Regions from separate parts of the Gasterosteus aculeatus genome. Here region 1 is linked to region 2. A link is a contact called in public Hi-C data. All regions are on one chromosome and are shown on one strand. Each heading gives the region's core, a stretch centred on a gene start, on an enhancer-like site or on the middle of the called end of the contact. The rest is flanking DNA. Distances are from core to core; before and after follow the strand shown.

Evidence for each region. Hi-C and Micro-C count contacts between places; a contact is called where the count stands out from the background.
Region 1: a contact with region 2 is called in a Hi-C map of skeletal muscle, with 6 times the contacts expected there. The contact joins two enhancer-like sites. A contact is called at or near these places in 3 of 6 Hi-C or Micro-C datasets (skeletal muscle and tail fin).

Annotation. Positions count from the first base shown.
Region 1 is chr4:3,606,224-3,613,495 of fGasAcu3.hap1.1, forward strand. The region is part of intron 1 of LOC144406283 (a long non-coding RNA gene); the gene reads left to right. Among protein-coding and RNA genes, the nearest start is that of LOC144406283, 9.5 kb to the left of the region's middle. Within about 2 kb of position 5,493, at least 2 of the 9 cell types and tissues checked have open chromatin away from gene starts, as enhancers often do.
Region 2 is chr4:3,533,590-3,540,381 of fGasAcu3.hap1.1, forward strand. No RefSeq gene overlaps it. Among protein-coding and RNA genes, the nearest start is that of ankrd50, 55 kb to the right of the region's middle. Within about 2 kb of position 2,307, at least 1 of the 9 cell types and tissues checked has open chromatin away from gene starts, as enhancers often do.

The sequences.
Region 1 (7,272 bases), core at 4,243-6,742, 76 kb after region 2:
AGCGACCAGCGCTCACAATGTCTGATTATTCAAGCTGTGCACAAAGAAAACGCAAAAGGGAAAAAAAAAGAGACAAGCGAGACGCAGGCCGAGCTGCACCTGCACTTCTCGTTGACGCAATCCAGCCACAGAGTTCACAGACGACCTTCGCAGAGTCCACTCAGGAAATCAAGTCTACAGAACGAACCGACGGGCAGTTTGGCACCACTAGACCTCCTAAAATACGCCTTCTGGTGTGGCGTGTGTCCACACAGTGAGCTGTGCTGGACCCCTGTGGGCTCCGTGTGGACGCCCCACATGCAGCGAGGCCGCTCCTTCGTCAGACCGCGAGGGGACTTCAGCGAGTGGACCACGGAGTGTAAACATAACTTTTCAGTGGTTTACAAGAAAAATGAAGGGGGGCATTTTGCGGCGATCGTGGTCGGGGTTGAAAGCCAGTGGGACTGCTTGAGGGCGGGAAAAAAACACAACCGAACCTGTTCCCGGGTTCAAAGGCGTCATATTTCACACGACAGTGTGAGTTGCGTGTGGGAAGCTGTCAATCAGTCCGTCCACTATTTGGAGGACGGAGGTTTGTCTGAGAACGTGAAGCGCTTTGGTGGGAGAACAGGTCGACTGACAGATGAGAAGTGAGAAACGTGGAATCGATGTAAACACGGGGTAAATACCCATAATACTCTCCTTTGGTCAGCCTGGTCCATGCAAGCACACGCAGAGGTCTCTGCTGTCCCAACAGACAGACATGCGGGAGGCTCCTCCTGTTTGTCCCATCGGGTCATTTTCACGCGCAGGGAGTCGAGGACTTCCAGGGGACATCTCCGTCCTCCGTGCAGTGTTTCGAAGTCCTTTACACAAACGAATGTGCAGCACTTACAGCTGTGGCCCCCTTTTCTTCATTCTCCACTGGAGCCGGCGGGAGACAGAGGACTCGCACTAAACACGGCGGGCCGAGGCTTCTGCTGCCCGATCCTGATCCGCTCACCCGGAGCAGGGAGAGCGTGTCGGTTTGCTCAAGGGCAAGTGGGCGTAGAAATGCTACTCACGGGCCTTCCCTCGGTCTGATTTTCCTTCAAAGGGAATTCAAACCAGAGACTATGGTTTATAAGTGCCGCACTCAAACCTACGTTCTTTTCTTTATCGAATTATAATTGTGATTTCCTTTTAACACAAAGACACGTAGTTTCTAGCAGTGTGAATCAGGTTGCAGCATTAATGCTGGAGCATCAGGGCTGGTAAAAGCACGCCGAGCCCCCAACACACACACACACACACACACACACACCTTCACACACACATACAGGCCCCTGAGCGAGTCTCCTGTAGACAGCAAGTCAACTGTGTCATTGGCCCGCTAATGGGAGGGATCACGCACGGCCGTATTACAAGAGCACGACAAGCTGTCAGTGGTCCTCTGACAGGTGCAGCTTTCCCAGAATGCCTTGCAGCCGCGCCACAGAGCGCCGTCAAAAGCCCCTAAATCTCCGGCTGCTCTCCTGCCGACGAGCCAAACACGCCCGTCCCCCACAGACACAAGTAATTGGGTTTTCACCCGGGCCTTACGCGGCAATCCGGGCGAATTCGCTGCGGCTCTCGGCCTCCTTTCCTTTCAGCTGTCGCAGTGTGTCGGCCTGCGTGTGTGTGTGTGTGTGTGCGTGAGACGGCGAGGAAAAACACGGGGAGCTGGACGCAATGAATGAGACTCCCACAGCTAACGAGCATTTCTGACAGTAACTGCCAAAACAAGCAAACAGGTGTGGCTATCTGGTTGACTTTTGGTTTTGGTTGTTACGCAGCATAATGGCATTTTTAATTGCAACCCTGAGTTGTACAATGAAAATGGATGAGACCTTTTATTTGAAGAAAAAAGAGACAAGACCCCAAAAAGCTGACCAGTGCCAGCAGGTCCACGCAGTTTTTGTACTGCGAATGTTACTTGGTCCACGTACAGAATACCAGGTTAAGCAAGAGGAAAATCTACTTAGTTGGACAACATTTTTTCTGGTATTGTGACACACTTGGATTGAGAAAACAAACAATATATATATAAAAATATTGTCGATAGTGGAGTTTCATAGGCGATTCCGTGTGTGTGTGTGTGTGTGCGAGAACATGTGAATGAAGTGAAGAAACACAGAAAACTGCCAGTCGAGCTCCGTGTTCTTCCAAACGTGAACAAACTTTTTTCTCTAGAATGAAAATGTCCAAAAAGGTTTCTATGTGTCATGTGATGTAAATGTATACGTTCAACCATGGGGTCGTTTTTGTACTGTTTTTGTTGTTACGTTATATTGCATCACACTGACAGGTGATTCATGTCATATTTATACGCCATTGATGGTATAGACCAAATAACAAACTGCAGATTGATCATGAAATGAGGATTAATTGCATTTAATGTTTTATTAGCCTGTATTAGTTCTTGTGCCCGAGTGACTGAATAGTTTCAATGAAGAGCAAAGAACGGCCCTGAAGATTTTCTCCCGACTGAGAGTCTGAAATGACAGAGCGTCATATTCGGACCGCGGACGGGTGGGTGAAGTAATGACAACGGGTGCCCCTATGTTAGAAACCTGTCAATCACCAGGCAGTCCCGCCCCACAGCATACCCTAACTTACGCTCTACTGGACCCTAAACTGCATAACTTACTAAATGAACATCATGCTGTGTTGAAAAAGACTTGAAACTAGAGAGAATTCACACTTCTTTTGCAACCAGTCGTCCCCTGAAAGCCGCTACAAGGCTCATACACATTCAAAGTCCCCCCCCCCGGTAAAGTAAACCTAAACTAGCCGTTTAATGCAAATATTTCACCAACAGGCCTTCAAGTAACAAGGATAATGTGCTATCCGGTCACTAGAAGAAGTATTTCGCTCAACACCATGAAAACATAATAAAACCTGCAGATTCTTCAATCATAAGATGAGCCCTTATGGAGCGACATGAGGCAGAGTGAGTGGGGGCTGAGAAGAATACCTGCCAGCCGACCGCCTCCATTAGAGAGCGACTGGGCCGCAGACCGGGTTAACTGGTGCAGATCAAGCTGATAAGGCACACCTGCTGCTTTCTCATCCTCCGTCTGCTCCGCTCCGCCACCGTCCGAGTGAGACTGTGCAAACGCGTCAGCTGTAGCAAACCTCGTCTCTGTTGCTCACGGTCGTGTTTTTATTCGTTAAAGAGCGTATTTGATTTAGTGTGTGATCGCCTTGAAAACACTCCTTTTGCTCGTCTCAGCGGCTCATTTTCTGCAAAGGAGGGTTGTACCTTCTCATGCTTGTGATTTCAGCAAACACCTGTCGGGCCAGACAATCTATCATTTTTTTACAAGGTGACATAATTTATGCAACTCTGCAGCAGTTCAATGTCTGATTCCGTCATGTGCAAGTTGAAAATGACCAATCCTGCCTAAAGCTGCTCACATATTATACGTGCAGCAGGCTTTCAAATAAGAAACCCACAGCAGTCAGACTCTCAGGGCAGCTGGTGTAAACAAGTCAGATGGTGCAAAGGGCAACGAGGGCCGCGCAGGCAGGGGGGTGCGGGGGGGCCGGGGTGGATGGATCCAACAAACACGGGGCCGTCACCAACGAGACAAACAAAAAGTCATCATTGATTTATTTGATAAGTTACGCAGCCTGAATAATAATAATAAATACATATTCAAAACACAAACCACAATCTTTTACTGCTAAGCTCTCTAATCTGTTCCAAACTGAACCTTGGTAGGCATTTGCACATGTGTGTGTGTGTGTGTGTGTGTGTGCGTCTGCAATTGCTCTTTCATGTGTATTCATGCAGATTGCAATCTCTCTCGACCAGTTCTGTGATCCATATTTCAGGGGCCTTGGATTGAATAATTCCAGGGTCCTGCTTCTATTTCGAGGCCTCCTGAGACCGTGAAGGTCCAAAGAGAATATGTGAAGCCCTGTTTGAACCACTGAGGCAAGATTGAATGGAGAATACATTTTAAAGTAATCTTGAACGTAATCTCGAAAGTGCAACATAGTTATTTTTTTTCAACCAGGTTACATAAATCAATACGATTACATTTTTGAACCAAACATCGGTCTCATATTTAATTCCTCAGCATGCAGAAACTTCAAGATTCACCGGCTCACAGTAATGTTCTGTGGCTTTACGTGAAATACAAGCGCATGTGGAAAAAACCCAAACAGCGTGAACCAAGCAATTATTTTTTTTAAGACACTGCTCGGATGGAAAAACTGTAGAAATAAAAAATGCACAACTCAAAGTGGAGCTCAGCAAAACCCCTGATATCCATCTGTAATTGTGTCCCTGACTTGCTGGAAAATGCTGGACTTTTATTGTATTGTTCAGGAAGGGAGGTAGACCTCATCACCTCAAACGTCCCAGAAACGGACGAAATACAGTCTCACAGTTACAGCCAAATACGGAAGCAAGTACTATTCAGATAAACAGATTTCCTAAAGCAGTTGGTAAATGGATTTTTACAATCCTCTTTCGATCTGTGTTTGTCTGACCTTTCTGTTGGTTCAGATCAGCCGTTAGCGTTATCAGAGCTGCTAACAACGTTAGCGACCCATCTAAGCACCTGGCAGGAAAAAACGACATCCCTTCAAGGTTTACTGGTTTAGTGCCCATTTGGGGCGCACGCCAGTTTGGAACCGACACCACGCCATAAATCACCAAGCTGAGGAGCGATTGTAATTATCTGGAAGCTCGTATCTCGTATTCATGGGCTACTTTACTGCCTTCGTACAATCCCTGCGAAGGAACATTCAGGTAGTAAAATATGAAGAAGCAGAGGTTGAACATCCCGTAAACAACTTGATTTGGTTGCAAATGATTTACTCAAATGAAGGTTTGTAGGAACCTCTTGTTCCTAAAGCATCTCCAAACATTCTATTAATCTCTGTGGAACCCCCTGGTATACAAGTAGTTTGCTCGCGCCAGCTTCACCGCCGGGACCGCGAACCGAGCGCGGAGTCCCGCTTCAAACGGCCTGGGCGATGCGCTCCACAGGGCCCGTCCTTGCTCATTTTGGGTTTATTAATATCGCACTGACTTCTATAAACCCTCACGCACGCCCTGGTGGACACGAGGCCACGTCCCCCGCGGCCGTTGGGAGGATGTTCCTACAGAATGGGAGAATTTACGGTTCCCGCTTAAAACGCCAAACGAAAACCACGAGATAACGGGAGCTCCTGCGGCTTTGGTGCACCGAGCGAAGGAGAAGGCGGCATGCCATGTGGACGGTAGACGTGTCCCCCCCCCTGCTGGCCTGTTGTGATGATTCACGTCTTCAGCCTCGGATCGTGTCCTCGTTGTATATTTTGGTTTGACCTCAGCGGATCAGCTTCACTGCGCTTTTCACTTCTGCTTTCCTCGAGTTCAAGGGTGGAGGCCACTTCTCCAACGACAGCGTTCAGTCGACCCTCTGTGGAGGGATAAGGAACAGTAGTTGTGAGTCATGACACAGAAAGGGTTTCACAACAGCTCGCTGGATGGACCTCTCACCCACACAAAACGAAAAAAGGAGGGTGAGGAATTCTGCTTCCCAAAAAACAGTCTTTGTATGTGTGCAACTGCTGCAGCAGGAAGAAATAGGATTCAAACCTTAAAACCCTTCCTCCAATCATCCACAATCTAATCACAACTGACTGAAATAATACTTTCACAAGTTTTCTTCCCTCTGTCTCCTTTTTATGATCGATTAGAGAATCTGTTCTGACGCCCCGCTGTGCCGGGCTTTTGTTCCAATCAGTAATTACATTTTTCTCCCACATACTGTTTATCGAATCCAACCGCTACGCTGTCTAACCAACCATCCAGACGGATGATATATTAGTTTTAATGTGTGCTGATGAACACTGATGAAAATGTCTCAACTCAACCGCAAATAGCAAAGTCTCGTGAAAGGTGACATGTAAATTGGGTCTTTATCTCTCCATCCAGCGTGTAGTTTTAATTATATCATCTTATGTCTTTAGTCAAATTGCTGTTGCAATTTTGTAGGAACAATTAAACACCATCTAAAGTATCACTGAACACAATATGCTCAATCGCCTTACATTGAATAAAGAGCATGAAAGTTTATTCTCCTTGAGACTGAGAATGTGCCAACATTACAACCCTTCTTCTAAGCAGCCGACATGTTATATGCAAATAAACTCACGATGGGTTTTATCTGCTCTGGTTCCAGCACTTTTCCTGTCATTGTCTTTGCATAACGGTCGACCCCACCCACGGTCGACCCCACCCACCCATTATGGAGGTTAAAACAAACAAGTGTTACGTTACTCTTTGTCAGTTTAACAGTACAAAGTCCCCTCCCCTGTTTTTTTTTTCTGCTAATCTGCTGCTGTTTTGGTCTCAGTCGGCCCATCCTCCCCGGCTCGGTGGGGGTCACGCTGCTCGCCGAGGGCCGTCTGCAGACTTGTTCCGGAGCAAACATTCCCTGCACACGTTTCGCCTCCGTGTATATTTACGTTATTAAGACGGGACTCACTGGATCGGTAATGTACTTCATTGTGTAGAGAAGGTTTCTCTATCAAAGCCCTGCGGGGTCAATGCACCACCAAACATCCTCACCACACGGGGTTCACTCAACAACAACAACAACTCACACATGCAGCCGACACACAGGAGGCATCACAGGCTGGAAGAAGTTTCACCACAAAACAACCTAAAAGATGCATGTAAAAAACAGCAAGTGGCAAATTTCACATGAGAGCCACAAGTATTTACCTCCAGGTAAAATGAAAAAAAGGTTCATGTTTACTCGTCCCGTGCAGGATGGGCCCCAGCACTCTAAATCCTCTTTACCGATAAAGAGCCTTTAGCAAAGCACGAAGCCAAATACAACGAGTCCATTGTCACGGCAGACGCTCCGACTTGTCGCAGCAAGAGAAGCACAGGTGGAACTAATGGCATTCGTTTAAGAGCAGCGCTAAGCTAAGTAACTGTGGCCATTAATGTTGTTATTTATAGCTGCAGTTTTCCTGCTACGGCAGGTCAAAATGTGTTAAATAAAAGGTGCTTTTAATCTTGCAAAACACAGCTGGTTAAATATACCTTTCTTAAAGGGAGGTGAAGAGGCCACAAAAAACCACAACAAAGGGACACAGTTTCCACCATGCTAGGATAAACTAGTCGCTTCATGGCTACTTAACACAAAAAAAAACCCAAATGTTATCAGCGAGTCCCAAAAATGGAAAAACAATAAATGTTTTCTGTTTCTTTCACCTATTTGAACTTTATCTTACATGCATTTGGACAGCGCCAACTGCTTT
Region 2 (6,792 bases), core at 1,057-3,556:
CAAACGTGTTTTCTTTCCGAAATAGCCTCATGAACTAAAGACGTGCTTCCTGTAATTGTTGCCTGTGCAAACGCCGCCAAACAAAACGCGGCTGCTCAGGAACTCGTTCACTCAAACGAGCGCCGCTGGTTTCTACAGAGGTCAACTGTCCGACTGTGGGACTCGCCGGGACGTTTCTCTGCGTTTCCCTTCGGTGTCGCCCTACTGGCCTCTGCTGGAGCTCCGGGAGTTCGCATGTGGCGGCAGAGAGAGGTTCGCCTCAACGAATGAGTATTTAGGACTGTATCCTTTAAAAGAGTTGGTTTATCAGAGAGTATTGAAATACTCCCTCATTGAGGCCTCCTTCGTAGATGTTGGCATCTTCCGTGGCTCTCAAATGATTATAAATACATTGGAATCGTTAGATGAATTAGTCAGATGAGCAAAGTCGAATCACCTCCAGCACAATTAGCCCCCGTTTACAAATCAATCCAGGGAACAAACACGTGGACCTGAATTCCTGTTACATCCGCATCCGCAGCCCTTCACGTCTTATTGCCTTTCCTTTTTAAGCACGTTGTGTGCTCACGGTTCCGGCCGCTCGGTATTCATTCTGGATCCCTTTTAGTCGATGTGTCACGTTCTTTGTTACGTCAGCGACCGCCGGTCAAACAGAACTTGTGCGACAGGCGAGTGAGCTAATAAGAGATGTTTCGGGACAACGGAGGAAACGACAGATCAGGAAGACAAACGGTCGGGATCCTCTGACGCACGCGGGCTGTGGAGTAAATGAAATACATATTTATATTTCTAGTCAGTAAACTAGTTCCGCAACTAATATTTCCCATTACAGTTTGCACTGACAAAATGCACGACTGGTGAGGCCTGTTGATCTCTGCGTGAATAACCAACGTGTCGCGTCACAGAAGAGTCCGGTTCGACCAACAATCCGGCCTCCAAAAGCTTTTTAGCTGAGGAATGACTGCAGTAAGGAAAAGGAGGCAGGGACCCCGTCCCGCTGACCCCAAAGGGGGGGGGACTTTACTGCGTTCAGACGTACAAGAGGAGGTTCGGAGTCCTGAGACGAAGGAAAGGAAATGAAATGTTTTACATACTGCAGTGAAAATTTATGACGTGGAATTTGTGCAAAGGCTGTAGTTACTGGCTCGTTCGGGACGCTCACATGAATTTACTGCTGAGATGTAAATGTCCTTTTATGGCTTGGATTTTTAAACCCAATCACTTACGTGCTCTTTGCGGGATGATATCTGGCGCTGACGCCGAGCACACCGCACAGACGTGTTTAAGTTTACACGTCCTCCTTAAATGCTGCGCGTCACGTTGGACTGATGGATTTCTCCATCGAGTGTCCCGAAGCCCTCCAGCTCAAAACACACGGCGTAGCAGAACACTTCACGTGCACCGCGACGCCAAAACAATGTCAGGTGCTGTGATTGTGAGAGTTCAGCGTTCTCCAGCGCAGCGTCCAGCTCTCCTCTAGCCGTTATCACTCGCAGAGAAAAAACAACAAAAATCTGAGGAATTTCTCCAGGGGCTCTGGGTATTTGTGTGTGTGTGTGTGTGTGTGTGTGTTGTGCGTGTTGTGTGTGCCCCGTCAGCCCTTAACCCCACCTCATTGGGCCCTAACCTCCTCTTTCCTGTGAAAGGCTTCGACTCAGGGTTGTTGTACTTGAAAATTCCATAGGAATCTCTATTTTAACACATGAAGAACTCCCTTTTAACTGCTGAAGATAAGTTTAGGTGATTTAACGGGAAAGAGGAAACCTATTGGAAGATTTAAGCTCAATCGGATTCAAGAGCCGCTAACATCTTTTAGGTTTTACAGTTTCATGCTTTTGTGTCATTGAAAGGAAAAAGAACCACAACGTGTGCACCCTGCTCGCCTTTCACTTTACACGCTGCACCCACGTTCATCATCAAGAAGGAGAATGTGGTGAGAAGAATGTGAAGTCAAAGAGAGGTCCTGATGATGTTTTGGCTGCAGACCATCCAACCTACTGCACATCAATCCCGAGCGTTCTGCCTGGACAGCAGACCCCAGACTCACCCCGGTGGGAATGCTGGGGGCCTGGCCGGCCCTGACATCCAGGCTACCACATGCTGCTTTGCTGGGGCCTGGAAGCTGTAATTATGTAGAGAGAGAGAGATTCTTTCCAAACACACACACACACACACACAGAATGACAAATGTGTAAACAGAGTAACTCGCTATGCATAACGAAGCATTCAGAGGAGGAAACGCACACAATCGCAGCACTCAAGGAACGCGTGCGCAGACACGTGCGCAGGCAGCGACTCACGCAGGGGGATGAAAAGGAGGAGACACACTCCGAGGTACGAGCGCATGTGCACGTGCACGTGTGCGCCGAGCTGCCGGACCCGTCGTAAATCAGCCAGCTCAATTAATCAAGCGGCTCCCCTGGGGGGGGGGGGGGGGGGGAGGGGCGGCTGGAGCCGGCCTCAAACCCCGCTGACGGGCCTCCGGCTCCCACAGGCCTCCGGGGGCCCGTCGCCCCCCCCCCCCCCCAGAGAATGACAGGAGGAAATAGAGAGAGAGAGAGAGAGCTGCTTTGCATTCAGTGATGTGCTGTACAAGTCAATCTCGCTGCCTGAAGGCAACACAACGCATTCTGCTTGTTTCGTTATTTCACGTTTTGAATCTAATGACTGCTGCAGCAGAGTGATGTCAGGCTTATTGATGACTCTGCTGTTCTTACTTAGCCGGTTGCCGGGTAACAAATGGCCGTGTTGTTGATGTCTTTATTTTGTGAGTTGTGTTCTGAAAGGCTTTAATGTTCTTTTTTTATTGTTGTGGTACTCAACCAAACCTTTACTTAATAAAAGTAGCAGTGCCAAAGTGAATAAATACTCAGTGACAACAATTCTCTGCAACTATTCTCATGGTATTAACAGTGGAATGTCCTTTATTATTATTAAAAAGTGGCCTCTATGAATGTGTAAAAACATTGAAATGCAGCTACACAGAAAATATTTAAGTATATCTGCAAATAGTTCAAAGCAAACGTTAGTGGCACTTTAGGAGAACCAGGGTTTATATTTTATGTCCTTTCTTAAAGCAAAAAAACACATGACTAGACTCCCGAGCTGAGAGACGTATCAGTTCAAAAGACAAAAACAGCTAAATGTGACTTATTTGTGTTTTCTGACAGTGATCGGAAAATTCATGTTTGAAATCAAAGCAATAGAACGGACCTGCTTTTATAATTTCAGTACATATTTTCTGCCTTATTTGTCAGGAATTGTACCTTTTAACCATCACAGAAATATCAGATTTGCAGCATGTGGGGAAAGAAACGCTTCATAAGAAGCAGCCATGCTGCCGGGCAGGTTTTCACGCTGCTCACTGACGCTTGTATCTCATCTCTCATCCCGACAGATCAAACTCACATCAACATCCGTCTCACTCCGCCAAGGAATAAACAAAAAAACACACAATATCTATTTCTACTCTGACTCGGATGCCACAGAAAACTAGACAAACTGCCAAAGTCGCCTGGAGAAGGAGAAGCGTGTCTCTGTGAAAACGCGGCATCGAACCAGCAGAGGGCAGGAGAGCGCCGCTCAGAGGGCGGCCGACTTCCTGTCCTCCAGGATGTGCCTGACTGCCGACTCGGGCCTTATTTCAGCCCCCGTTTGATTCCGTTACCCGGCCAGAGGAGGGGAAATAGGGCCAGCTCACAGGCAGAGGAGGACATCCGGGACGCAGTGAGACTGGATCTTTACTTAGTGTCTCATTACAACCAGCAGCAGTGCCTTTTTTGAATGTGGCTGCAGTTCAGTCACTTAAGGTCACGGCTGCCGTGTGCAGAGTCCTGTTGGCAATAATCATATTGGTTCTGGGGTTTTGTCTTTTTTTTTTTTGCATGCAGTCGATGGAGGAACTCCGCTTTTTAATCGGCTCACGCTGGCGATTTAAGATGAGATGCTCACTGAGGGGAATGACAACTAGCTGCATGTGCAGATAATTAAAAGTAGACGGTCAAACGGGCTGGACAAACAACGTGTCCCCCCCCCCAGGCAGGGACGAGCTTCAGGGGACAAAATAAGTAATGAAATACCAAAATCCATATTGCAGGACTGAGGATATCAGCAGTCATCATTTTTCTACCACCATCTGATATCGGACCATGAGTTGCAGTTTTAGCATCGAAGAAAAAAGGCTTTTGCAAAAGTAATGAGTTTGTTCGTTAAACGGATTAAGGAAATGTCGATAAGTAGCTGAGTTTTATTAAGCCATACATGTACGTCTTAAATATGAGAGTTTAATGTGATATGATTAGTCACAGCAGCACGCACGTCAAAACCCTCTTAATCCGCATGTAGATCCCATCATCTCCAACGTACAGCAGAGGAAGTGATAAAGTCTGCAGCAGGACGAGGTTGACGTGGATGAATGAGCGGCCCGTTGATCCGGGAGAACTAAAAATAGTCCACAAACTCTGCAAATGAAACTTCATTCTTCAACAGTACATTCACAATCGATGGGTAATCTATATGAATTAAACATGTCCGTCTGCCTTTTTGTTTCCAATGATTCATTCGGCCTATGGATTCTTTTTCAGATGATCACCATCTCTTCCCTCACTTCACAAATAAATAATTCACGTTTACATTTCCAACAGAATAATTCCATCGTTACGCACCATTATCAACCCCTGCACATTTCTCTAAGTAGACGGCACGCTGCTTTAAAAGGTAAGCAGCCAACAAGTGGTCTCTAGTGGAGGAAACCGGTCTCAGTGCCAATTTACTACTTGACAACCAGAGCAATGGACCAGCCTCGGTGGAAGTGGCAGTAACTGAGCAGCTGGGTGATAGATCATCACATGAAGAACCAGCATGCCCGCGGTAGTGATGGTGTGGGAGTGAGCAGAGGATTCCGCCAAAGGGCCTTAAAAAAGGGTGAAAAACATACTTGAAACTAAAGGCGTTCAAGGAATTAAACAAGTAAAAAATAATTGATGATGAAAAAGACCAACTAAACCAAACCAAACAAACAGGGTGAAGTCACTTAAGTCCTTTCCATCTGTAAAACAGTTATGGCAACAATACACCGTGTGATTGCAAACAGATCCACGGCTGCTTGATTAATTCCTGTTTGTCACAGCATGCATTAATCTCTGGTCCGCGTGGCTCTTTGGGGGCCAACATCTGCACAGCTGCACATGGGGAGAAGCCCATGTCAGGTCCAGATGGATGTCGGGACTTCTGCTCACTTGCACAATGCTCTAAATCAGGTTGCACCATGTCAGCAGTGCAGTTGACGTCATGAGCTACACGGTTGTGTTCTGGAGGGAGGAGAATAATATCCCGTATCACTGATAAATACAGTGCTGGAGGCTCCGGTTTACATATACAGGAGGGGGCATCTTACATACAGGTCATTTTTCATGTTCCATGTAACGTTTTTCGCATTTACTGTAGAATACGTGCAAAATAATACTGGAAACTGATCTAAAAGGGTTAGGAAGTCCTTTCATCGCGACATCTTCAGCGTTTTTCTAATAATGCTTTATTGCAACCTGCGTAACTCTGAAAGCCCTTTGTGCTTCGGGAGGAACAGAGTATGTAATAATACATTTCACATCCCACGTTTCAAGTTATCAAAGAACATTTATTGTCATCGAGCAACAAAGGGACGTAGAAGGAATTAAGGAAAAAAAGATACTCAACAGAAGAAGAAAAATAAGCGAGCCATCCTTCCACTGGGTTTCAAATGTCTCTATTGGGTGAAAATGGAACTCAATGGGTTGTTGAAATGCTGCTCGAAACGATGGTCACTTTTTTGCCTGGTAATGACCTCTAAGTGGTTGCGCGCCGAATAAAGAAAGATCAGAAATTAACAGCGGCATTTAAATCCGTGGAGCTGCAGGACACTTTAATGAGGCCAAACCCCAAAGGAAGCAGCTGTATCAGATCCCGTACGTGTCATCACGAGCCGTGTTTCTGAACCTGATCGAAAGTGCCGACGTCGCCCTCCCTCCAAAGGCGTGACTTGAGCCAGCGTGTCTTTCGGGCGCCACCGTCGCCGTTGGCCCGGGCCTCATTGATCGCGTGTCTGTTGGCTCCCAGCATCCGACGCCGCCCGGAGAGACACCAAGTGTCACCGCCTCCCTCCGCGACCCCTCTGAGGGGAGGCCAGCCGTCGGCCTGTCACTTTGCGCCCCGCGCCTGTCATTACGTCTGAGTGGGGAAACCGCCGCACGTCTGCCCGGGGGCCGAGCGGCCGCGCATCGGTTCAAAGGCTTCGGGGAAATAAGTCATTTCAGTCCCCCGAATGGATTTCTATAATAGAATTTTCAAGGGCAGTGGAATATTGAATAAAGCTCGTATGAGTGTTTGATGTGAGCTGATCACAACTCAGCAGAATGAAGAGTTCTGGCTTGGCTCGGTCTAATGACAGCTAAGGAAATGAGCGCAATGTCTTCAAATACAAATCCTGCAACGTGCGCTCGCTGCATGACAAGTAGGAGAAGTCCTTCTTTTCCTTCCAGCGAACATAACACAACGCCAAAGTAAAGGGGGGGGGGGCAGATGCATCGTTTCAGCCTCATCGCGAAAACCCACACAGTTCAATAAAAAACCTCTGCAAATCGTATTCCATTTGCCATAAAGACAGATGGGCAACATGAAAAAACACATCATAAGCATGCAGAGCATCAAATAACCAAGGTTGAGATGTTAGATGAAACATCAATCCTCAAGGAGGGCAGATGGGCCCCGTGTCCTCTTCAATGATGGCGCTGTCCTCCGTTGTCCCTGACAACCAGC